2 separate regions of the Rattus norvegicus genome follow, and region 2 is linked to region 1. The links are chromatin contacts, called in public Hi-C maps. All regions are on one chromosome and are shown on one strand. Each heading gives the region's core, a stretch centred on a gene start, on an enhancer-like site or on the middle of the called end of the contact. The rest is flanking DNA. Distances are from core to core; before and after follow the strand shown. Region 1 has its middle 64 kb from the start of Ptpn11. Region 2 holds the start of Rph3a (rabphilin 3A).

What was found. Hi-C and Micro-C count contacts between places; a contact is called where the count stands out from the background.
Region 2: a contact with region 1 is called in a Hi-C map of frontal cortex, with 2.9 times the contacts expected there. The contact joins the promoter of Rph3a here to the enhancer-like site in region 1. A contact is called at or near these places in 2 of 12 Hi-C or Micro-C datasets (frontal cortex and prefrontal cortex).

What each region holds. Positions count from the first base shown.
Region 1 is chr12:41,087,750-41,093,087 of GRCr8, forward strand. No RefSeq gene overlaps it. Among named protein-coding and RNA genes, the nearest start is that of Ptpn11, 64 kb to the left of the region's middle. Within about 2 kb of position 2,647, at least 11 of the 93 cell types and tissues checked have an H3K27ac peak or open chromatin away from gene starts, as enhancers often do. A contact at or near this core is called in prefrontal cortex, where this site is marked.
Region 2 is chr12:41,200,370-41,205,707 of GRCr8, forward strand. It overlaps Rph3a (rabphilin 3A), which reads left to right and starts at 3,193. Exons shown (of 22, transcript NM_133518.2): 1 at 3,193-3,344; 2 at 3,455-3,564.

The DNA.
Region 1 (5,338 bases), core at 1,397-3,896:
CTGAAATGCCCCTCGAACCCCAGGAATATGTAAAATGATGTCATGTCTTTTAAACCTAAGAACATAGCTACTGAGATAAGAGTTGGAAGCAAGCAAACCAAGGGGGGGTGGCACAAGCTTGTCCTCCTGGGAGGTGCAGGCAGGTTGGGAGTTCAAGGTCAGCCTCAGACTCTATAAAAACAAAGCAAATCGAAAGTTACAAGGGGTGGGGGTGGGGGAGGCTAGAGAGATGGCCCAGTGGTTAGGAGCGCCGACTGCTCTTCTGGAGGTCCTGGTCTCAATTCCCAGCAACCACATTGTGGCTCACAACTGTCTGTAATGGGATCCGATGTCCTTTTCTGGTGAGTCTGAAGACAGCTACAGTGTACTCCAACATGTAAAATAAATAATTCTTTTTAAAAATGTTATAAGCGGGGTTGGGGGTTTAGCTCAGCGGTAGAGCGCTTGCCTAGCGAGCGCAAGGCCCTGGGTTCGGTCCCCAGCTCCGGAAAAAAGAAAAAAAATGTTATAAGCAAGTAACCCTATACTTCAAAGCCTGTTTTGCAGTTCAAGGACAAATGTCTAATGTCTCCCCTTCCTGGATAGAACGGGTTCCGTTTTGCTTTCAAACAAATCTCAGCCTGTGCCCTGGCTGTCTTGGAAACTCACCCTGTAGACCAGGCTGGCCTTGGACTCAGATCCACCTGCCTCTGCCTCTCCAGTGCTGGGATTAAAGACTGTGCACCACCACAGTAGCAAGAATAGCTTTATACTGAAATTATAACTTTTGAAATAATTTGCGGTTCAAATCCTCTTCAATCCCGAGACAGGTTTCCTGCCTTTGAGAGGCGCGGTGTGGCTATGAAGATGTGATTGTAGGTTCTGTCACTTGGCTGAAGGGGGAGGTTCCTGGGCCAGGGACGATGTTCTCAGCTGAGACTTTTGGTTTAGAAGGAGTGGCAGGGAACAGAGGAAGAAGTACTTGGTCGTTCCTTCCTCCTTTCCCAACTCTAGTGCTGTCCTAACCTGCTGCTGAGTCAAGAAGGCCAAGAGGCAGAGGTACGGGCACTGCTTAGGGGGATCTGCCAGGGCCACCTGTGACCCACAAGGCTCAGCTTCCCACAGCAGAGCCAGGCAGAGGGTGATGGTCTTGGGGGAGGCTCACTGGACCACCCTCCACCAAGCTACTCTATTCCAAACTGTGCCAGTGTGGTCTCAGGGCCCCCTTCTGTCCTTCTTGATGAGATCTATCTGCCTGACCTTCCTCTTTCCCTCCTTCCCTCCTTCCCTCCCTCCCTCCCTCCTTCCCTCCTTCCCTCCTTCCCTCCCTCCCTCCCTCCTTCCCTCTTTCCCTCTTTCCCTCCCTCCCTCCCTCCTTCCCTTCTCTCCCTCCTTCCCTCCTTCCCTTCCCTCCCTTCCTCCCTTCCTCCCTCTTTCTTCTCTTTCCTTTTTTCTTTCTAACTTTGGGACTAGGTTTTTGTATGGCCTAGGCTGGTCTCAAATTCACTAAATAACTGAGGGTGACTTTAAACTCCTGACCCTTCTGCCTCCATTCCCTTGGGATTCCCGGCATGTAATACCACACCTGGCTCAAAACTTCCTTTTGTAGCACCAAGGGTGGGACCCGGGACCTTGGACAGGTGGCACAAGCACCCTACCATGGGGCAACAGCCCTAAGTGTGCAGCTTCCTGAGCCTGAGGTGGCCAGGACACCCATCTGTTCTCCTGTGCAGGCAGATTTCCCTGTGGAGATAAATGTTCTTGAGAATCCTGGGCAAGCCTATGTCAGTTCATCTGGAGGTGAGGGTCTGAATTCTTATTTTACACAGTTAAAATCAATTAATGTTTTGAGACAGGCTCTCACTATGTAGACCAGGCTGGTCTCCAACTCTGTCTGTCTCTGCCTCCTGAGGGCCACTGTGCCTCGCTTTTTTTATTTTTAAAAATTTCTTCCTATAGCCAGGTGGTGGTAGCTCCTACTTTTAATCCCAGCACTCAGGAGGCAGAGATGGGGGCGGGGGGGAATCTCTGTGGGTCTGAGGCCAACCCGCTCTACAGAGCTAGTTCCAGGACAGCCAGGGCTACACAGAGAAACCCTGTCTCGAAAAACAAAATTAAAAATTATTTTAAAATTTTCATTTTTGTCTGCCACATGTCTGCAGTGCCCGTGGAGACCAGAAGAGGGCGTCAGATCCCTCGGAGCTGGAGTTAATGGGCCGTTGAGGGCCACGGTGTAGTTCTGGGAATCAAATCCCATCTTTGCCAGAGGAGCCAATGTTCTCGGAACTCTGCGCCTTGCCTTAGGTTTTGCGTTTATTCATTTGTGTGTGCGTGGGTGGGGGCGGGGATCAGATATGTGCCATTCCATGCGTGTGGAGGTCAGAGGACGATTGGTGGGACTCAGTCCTCTCCTGCCGTGTGAATCCTGGGGCCCAAACTCAGTTCATCAGGCTTGGTGACAAGTCCCTTTAGCTTTGGAGCCATCTTGGTGACCCTCGGATCCGAAGCCTATTTGGTGTCCGTGGCTCACCAACTCTCCAGTCTTCTAGAGCAGACGGGGATCCGAAGACAGTATCGAAATAAAATAAAATTATACCCCAGCCATGGCATGCAACCCCACAGATGCCTGGGAAGCAGCTTCAGATATTCTTAGACATCACGCCAGCTTGTGGAACCCCGGAGCACTTGCCAGATCCCTGTAACCATGGGAAGAGATTGCAGCGGGAAGAGGAAGATGCTGAAATTAGTCTTCTCCGGAGCTGCGGATGTCTGGATCTTGACAGATTTCCAGGCTCCGAAGAAAGTCATGTTCGTCCTCATTCATAGAGCTTCCGCTGTTGCTCTCGGCACACTGAAGTGGGTTCCTCATGGCTTCTTGGGTGCCTTCCTTCCGGATGCTGGTGCCTGGCAGCACCCCTACCTCCAGCTCCTGCTGCCCGAGCACCGGGAGAGCATGGGGGGAGCTGTTGCAACAAAGTTCCTTGATTGCAGTTTGTGGTTGTACCGTGAATGTGCCCTGCATTTGGTGACATGATCATGGATGTGGGGTACTATTCTCCTAGTCCTGATGATGCCCCCCGACCCCAAGCCATGGGCTTTTGACCAGGTTTACAGTCCAGGTATGGACTCTAGAGAGATGGCCCAGCAGTTAAAAACATTTGCTGCTCTTCCAGAGGACCAGGCTTCGGTTCCCAGCATGTCTGTAACTTCAGGTCCAGGGGATACAATGCCCCCCGTTTCTGGTCTCCTTTGTGTCTGCACAGTGTGCATACATACATGTCAGTGAAACACCCAAACACACAGAGTTTAACAATCTGCTGTAGTATCAGGCATGAAATTGTTCTAGTAGAGTGGGTCTCTTCCCCTCCTCCTCCCCTCCCCAAGTCCTCCCCTTCCCTCCTCCTCCCCTTCCCCTTCCTCCCTCCTCCCCTTCTCACCTCCTCACCTTCACTTCTCCTCTGCTCCTCCTTTTCCCTTTCTAAGAGAAATCTCCCCTTTCCCCATCCTCTACGTCTGCTTCCTTTTCTTCTTTCTCCCTCTGAAAGGACAACATAAACCCCACTTGTCTCCATTTAAAGACCAGCTCTGATTTTGAAAAGTAGACCATAGACACCAGCTCCAGTAACAGACCATGAAATCCAGGAACAATGTCATAAAACCCCTCCCAACAAACAGGCTGGGGATAACCACAAAAGCGGGGAACTATCTCATCTCAGGATGGGCCATCTGTGCTGGGCAGCCCTATCTCATTCTGTGGTTAAACGTTCATGACACAGGAATGCAGACCACTGACCGCCTGTGACCCCTTAGCACCCACCAGTGAAAGTTTAGATTACCTAATCCTTCTGGAGAGTCCCCCTGGTCCCCTATAAGAAGGCCGGCATGCCTCATTTGGAGAATGGTTGACTCTGCATGCTGGATGTTTCTGAATCTCTTTGTCTTTGCATACTCAGTCTGGAGTTTTCCTTCAGCCATTTTGGGCCCTTATATCCCTTCCTCCCTCCCTCCCTCCCTCCCTCCCTCCCTTCCTTCCTTCCTTCCTTCCTTCCTTCTTTCTTCTTCCTTTCTTCCTTCTTTTCTCCTCCTTTCCTTCTCCTCTTCCTTCCATCCCCTCCTCCTCCTCCTGCTCCTCTTCCTCCTCCTCCTCCTCTTCCTCTTCCTCCTCCTCCTCCTCTCTTGGCAGGCTCTCAGTAGATAGCCTAGGCCACTCTTAAACTTGCTGTCCTCCTGCCTCAGCCTCTTCAGTGCTGGGATGACAGGCTTGTACTACCATATCCAACTTTAATTCTTCTTCCGCACAAGGAACCCAGACCCTGAGAGAGGAAAGTCAAGTGGCTCGCTTTCTGCCAGAGGCAGCTCTATCAACTGTTTTCATCCCCCAGCTTGAGCCTGGCATTTTTTTTTTATTAAAAAGTGTGTGTGTGTGTGTGTGTGTGTGCATGCGACCATCAGGTGTCAGGAGCTGTCCACCTTGGTTTTGAGACAGGGTCTCTCGTGGGCCCAGAGCTTGCCCAGTAGGCTTGCCTGTTTCTGCCTCCCCAGAAGGAGGGCTGGGCTGGTCATGGGCTGGGTGACAGGAAGATGCTGAAGCAACTTCTAGCAGGAAGTGGCTCCCCTGCTTGCTCCAAGGCTTTAGGACCCTCCTCCTCCTACGGTCTTCTCCGCTCACTGTAGAGCAAGTTCACCCCACGGAGAGGACAATGTTTGCATAATAGCAGCTGGCAGGTAAATGGTGCCAACGGCTCTCTCTCCAGATTATTAATCATTCGCTTCCATCCAGCTCGAGCTAAGAGGATGGGACAGAAAACCAAAGCTAGAAAGAACCAAGTGGAGGCTCCCGGCATGTCTAACAAAAACTTTATTTTGAAAATACAGCCCGGTGAGATGATCAGCAGGTAAAGTCACTCAAGTCACCCAATGACTTGAGTTTGAGCCCCACATGGTGGAGGGAGAGAATTGTCCTGAAGTTGTCCTCTGACGTACACACACATGCACAAGCACAGGCACACACACGCATGCGCTTGCACACTATGCCCAATGCATACATGCATGCATACAAACATGCGCAGAGGCAAAATTAATAATATGTAGTAAAACAGGGAAAACATTGCTTTTTTTTTTTTTTTTGGTTCTTTTTTTTTCGGAGCTGGGGACCGAACCCAGGGCCTTGCGCTTCCTAGGTAAGGGCTCTACCACTGAGCTAAATCCCCAGCCCCAACATTGCTCTTTTGCTGGGCATGGTGGAGCATGTCTGCAATTCTAGCATTCAAGAGGTGGAAGCTGACCTCAGGTGCTCATGATTTCTTGGCAAGTTCTCTGGACTGAGCCTATCTCTCAGCCTGCACATGCCTGTTTTCTC
Region 2 (5,338 bases), core at 1,943-4,442, 110 kb after region 1:
CCCGTACCAGAGAGCCATTGGATCCTCAAGAGCTGGGTTGACAGACAGTTGCAAGCTTCCATATAAGTGCTGGGAGTCAAACCCTGGTCCTCTGCCCAAGCGGTGAGCTCTCATAACTGCTGAGCTGTCTCTCCAGCCTCTCCCCCCTCAAACTGATTTTGGTCAGAGTGTTTAATTGTCACAGCAGAGCTGAAACCAGAAAACACATGCTCTGCTCATGGATGCGTGCACACATACACACAGACACACACAGTAATCATACTGAGCCTGGTGTGCTGGAGAGCTCACTTGGAGCCATCGTGGTCCCTCTTGCTGGGGGTGGCTGAGAATCCTAACTGGTTGTTCACCAGAACAAGGGCAGGGTAATGCAGTTGGTTGCTGCCCCCAGCCCCTTGGGATGCTCCTTGAAAGCTCTGGCTTGAATGAAGCCTTAGGGAGCAACCCCAAGGAATCTGGTTTCAAAGGCGGTTCCCCACTGCAGTGGCTGTCGGAGCTCAGAGCAGTTGCTGCCTCTGAATGGCTTCTCTGCACACTCGGGGCAGAGGAGGGAGCTGGAGAGGTGGTTGAGTCCCCCTGAGAAGAGGATGCAGGTTTCTAGAGGGCGGGCAGACACTCAGGAGGGTGCTGAGCTGAGGGCTAGCCATATTACTTTATAAATTCTGTGACAGAACCCTGTTTCATTGAAGACTTGGGCAGGAGCCCAGCATGCAAACGCAGCTAGAAGCATCCAGTTAAAAGCTGGCTCTTTGGGGTATTTTTTTTTTTTTTACTCTTGCCTAGGAAGTTTAGAGGACCTGATTGGACAAAAGAATGATAAAGACACAGATGTTGCAGACAGACAGATTTCCTCTCCTGTTAGCTGCTGCCTGGCTGTGTGACTTTTGGGGGGCTTCCCTCTTTTCCTCTGGGTTTCTCCTCTGAAGCTGGACAGCTTAACCCACCCCATGCTATTTCGAAGACATAAGACAGTAGCTGTGGTTGGATGGGACACACAGTAGGTGTCTTGGCATTTGGCATTTGGCGGTTCTGTTTCTTCCTGAAGGGAGTTGAATTTGAGCCAGGTCTTTGCAGAATACATGGTCCTCGTGACCCAGAAGCCATACTGGGGGTATGAACTCCCTAGGATCCACTACCACCATCACCAACTATCACCATCACCATTACTTCCACCACCACCACCTATCACTAACACCACCATCACCACCATCACCAACTACCTCCACCATCACCATCACCACCACCACCACCACCACCTATCACCACCTATCACCATCACCATCACTTCCACCACCACCACCTATCACTAACACCACCATCACCAATTATCACCACCACCACCACCATCACCACCTATCACCACCTATCACCACCACCACCACCAACAACAACTATCACCATCACCATCACTTCCACCACCACCACCTATCACTAACACCACCATCACCAATTATCACCACCACCACCACCACCACCACCATCACCACCACCACCAACAACAACTATCAACATCACCACCACCATCACCATCAACACCACCACCACCACCACCAACAACAACAACTATCACCATGGCCACCATCACCACCATTACCACCACCAACACCACCAACACCAACACCAACAACAACTATCACCATGGCCACCATCACCACCATTACCAACACCAACACCAACACCACCACCACCAACAACAACAATTATCACCATGGCCACCATCACCACCCCCACTATAATCATTGCCACCACCACCATCCTCATGCTATAATCATCACCCAGATGACCACAACCATCATCAACACCACCACAGGGATCATCTATAGAGCCATGCTATGAAAGGTCTCTCATATCCTGACAGTTTGAATCCTAGCTCTCAAAGACTCACCCTGGGCCCTGCATGGGAAGCTTTACATGAAGAGAGGGACTCCCCTCACTTTGCTGGGAGGTTCTAAATGGCTCTTGGCTTCTTTGGGCTTTGACGTTCTTTCTCCACCCTGAGCACTTTCTCGTAGTTGGCAGAAGCATCACACCAGGGAGCCGGGATGCTGGTGCCATGGGAACATAAGTCCCATTGTGTATCGCCCCCCTCTCCAGTGATTTATTTCCTGCGTGTTGTGACTTTACCTCAGAAAGCCAGTCTGGTTTGGGGGGATGGGTCTTTGGCAGAGGACCGTGTCTGTTCTGGAACTCCTAAAATTCCCAGCCCCATCCCACTCCAACCACATGCTGCAGATTGGTGTGCACCAGACTCATTGGCTGTCGAGTCCTTTATCTCTGTCAAAACATTTGAATCAGAGGGTGGGTTATAGATCATGGAATCAGAGCAGCCCCTAGTGTGGGCATTCTTATTGCTACCTTAGACTCATTCTTTTTGCCGTGAGGAAGTTGTGGTGGTCATGTCTTCAGTTTGCAGTCGGCAGGGACATGGTAACATTAAACGCTATTCCTAAGGTTGCCCAGACTCCCTGAAATCTGTCAGATGTGGTTGTTTAAACAAATCACCCTCCCCTTCAGCCGCTCCTAGTTTTCTTTTTTTTTTTTTTTTTTTTTTTTTTTTTGGTTCTTTTTTTTGGAGCTGGGGACCGAACCCAGGGCCTTGCGCTTCCTAGGTAAGCGCTCTACCACTGAGCTAAATCCCCAGCCCCCGCTCCTAGTTTTCTTAGCCTTGTTTTCTCCTGCTACCTTCTGAGCCCGAGTTGCAGACTTCAGCAGCAATGTGGATGATCCTGAAAACCACAGAGAGACGCACAGGTACCGGCGAAGATCAGGGGTTGTTATAGCCCATTTGACAATATTAGCCTAAGTGTGCAGTGAGGTAGCCTGTATGCAGTCTGACAGAATCGTCCCGGTTCCTCTACTCTGGCCTCCTCCTTTCTCTGCTGCAGCCATCCAATAACTTCCCCTGTTCTGTCTGGGGTTAGTGGCTGCCCTTCCCCTCCGCTTGCGTCCTGGTGCTGTCCGTGGTACTGACTGCCAATCCGGATCGTTCCCAGGCGCCCAGCCTCCCCTCCTGGCCTCCCACCTCTCCTCCCGCAGGCAACGCGGCACAATGCATCGCGGTGGGAGGCAAGCTGGGCTCCCCTGCGCCGGGAAGCGGCTGCCCCTCCCTCTGGATCACACAGGGTTTTTGCAGTAGGTGACAGCAGGATCGGGCACCAGGGAAGCAATTGATTCGTCTACTGCCCGCATCCCAGAGTTGCCTACGCTGCCCAGAGAGGGAGAGAGGAAAGAGAAGAGGGGAGAGAAAGAGAGACTTACAAAACCTTCCTTCCATGTGGAGTAGTCTGAGTGAATCACTGCCCACCGTTGTAGACTCCAACTGTACTTAGTTTTCTCCTTTGACGGGGGTATTTCTTTCTTTCTTTCTTTTGGCATGATTTAGGGGCATGCATTCATGCTGGTGACTTGATTTTATTTTGGGAAGACAGGGAGAGTCAAATGCACAATTTTCTTTCAGGCATATCTGCTGGTCTTTCAAGCCAAGTCGCTGGCACTTAACATCTCCCCCCGGCAGGGAGTTGGCAAGAATTTGGCTCACGCCTTCTGCTGCAATCCTCCGTTGTCTTGGTGAGTGACATTCTTCGTGGTGGTCCTGCAAATGGACTAGGGGATCTCAGGACCCTAACTGAGATGTGCAATGTTCATGTATGAGCTAGGAAGAGGGGAGCGGGGAGGGTAGGGCTGGCGATAACTGAACACGGTTCTTTGCCTGCATTCTGTAGGCTTTTATCAGCAACACTCCAGAGACAAATAGGATTTTAGTTCAGTGCCCAGGGAGGAGGCAAGAGTGCGCCTGTTCAGGCGACGTGAGCAAGAGAGTGGCTTCTACTCAGTTTGTCCTCTGCAGCAGAAGCTGAGGAAAGTGATTGGCAGCTCTTGAATGAGTTAACCCTTCATGGCCAGAACGGCACAGGGGGCCTCTAAGTGTTTGATTTGGTGGGTAGGCACCTTAGTCCTGGTTGGGAGAGTCACCTGAGCCTAGAAGGTTAACCCTTGCCTGAGCATCCTGGGCCAGCCTTTGCTTAGGACGGGGCTCAGACTGGGCTCTCCGCCAGGACTGGCTGAGTAATTGAATTGTGGTGGGTTCTGCAAACTCAGCTGTCCTGAGATGGGAAAGCGAGGATCCATGAAAGCGCCACCTTCTCGATTGGCATGAATGGTCAAGCAGTCAGCTGCTTGCCGAGCCGAGCTGTGGATGCTCTATTTTTTTTTTTTTACAGGTGGTGTCACCTGTAAGAGATTGGATGGGGGGTATGTATGTGGCTGTGGCACAGGGACTCTGTCACTGAGCCCGTCTCCCCACTGAGAAGAAGGGGAGCATGACATTCCAGTCCCTGGTCCCCAGTTCCAGGACAAACTGTAACCTCTATCCCAGTTTTTTTTCTCTGACATCTCAGTGAGGGGTAACTCCATACCAACCTGTTAGCCAGTGGGAAGCAGAGGTCCCTCACCACGAAGTCCCAAAGCTCGAGTCTTTAATTTTTAAAATGCTTTTGCCGGTAATCTGTGATCTATGGGAGAGGATTCTGCTCTGCTTTCTGCTTTAATTACTTCCTACCTTTTTGGGGAAATGAAAGTCTTTATTTTTAGCCCCGCAATCCACTTCGGCCGTCTCTGTCCGCTGGAATTTCTTTAGGAAGTTGAACTTGGGAGGCAAGAAGAAGACAAGGTTAGCCCCAGGGACTAGCAATCTGGAAATGCTGAGAGGGTCTCACCCAGCCCCAGGGCCATGAGGGGCTAGGGAGCGCAGGGTACAAGCCTATGTGGGCAGGACACAGGAGGAGAGTGTAGCCTGGTGGTCAGTGCCAAGGAGAGGGTCCTCCGAAACCTGGCTGCCAATCTGGGTGACCTTGAGGAATCTGCCTCCCTGGGAAACCATACACATGAATGGAAAGTGAAGAAGCTTGGCTTGCTTGAGTGAGACACTGCAGGCTTGCCCACAGACGATACTTCAAATACTGGACTTTCATGTTCTTTGGTTGGAATGGAATGTGGCTGGACTTTGGAATGGGGAGGAGACGGGCATTGAGGTTCACTGTTGCAATGAGAGTGAATCCTTCACTTGCTGGGCTGTGGGGAGGATGCAGGGGGCCTGGAGATGATCAACAGAGCCCCAGGAGCCCCAGGCAGTGTCACAGATACTGTGGGACATTTCCTTAGTCAACTTCTAGTTTCCAACCCTGCAGCACAATACAGCTCCTTGGACCAGCCCAGGCCCGGGCTGTCCAGATACAAAGGCTTCCTGGCCATCCATCTCCCTTGGTGTGGCCAGGAGCCAGGAGCCTGCCTCCTCCCTGTCACATCTGAAGTGGTGCATTGGGGTGCACCAGTGAGAGAACCT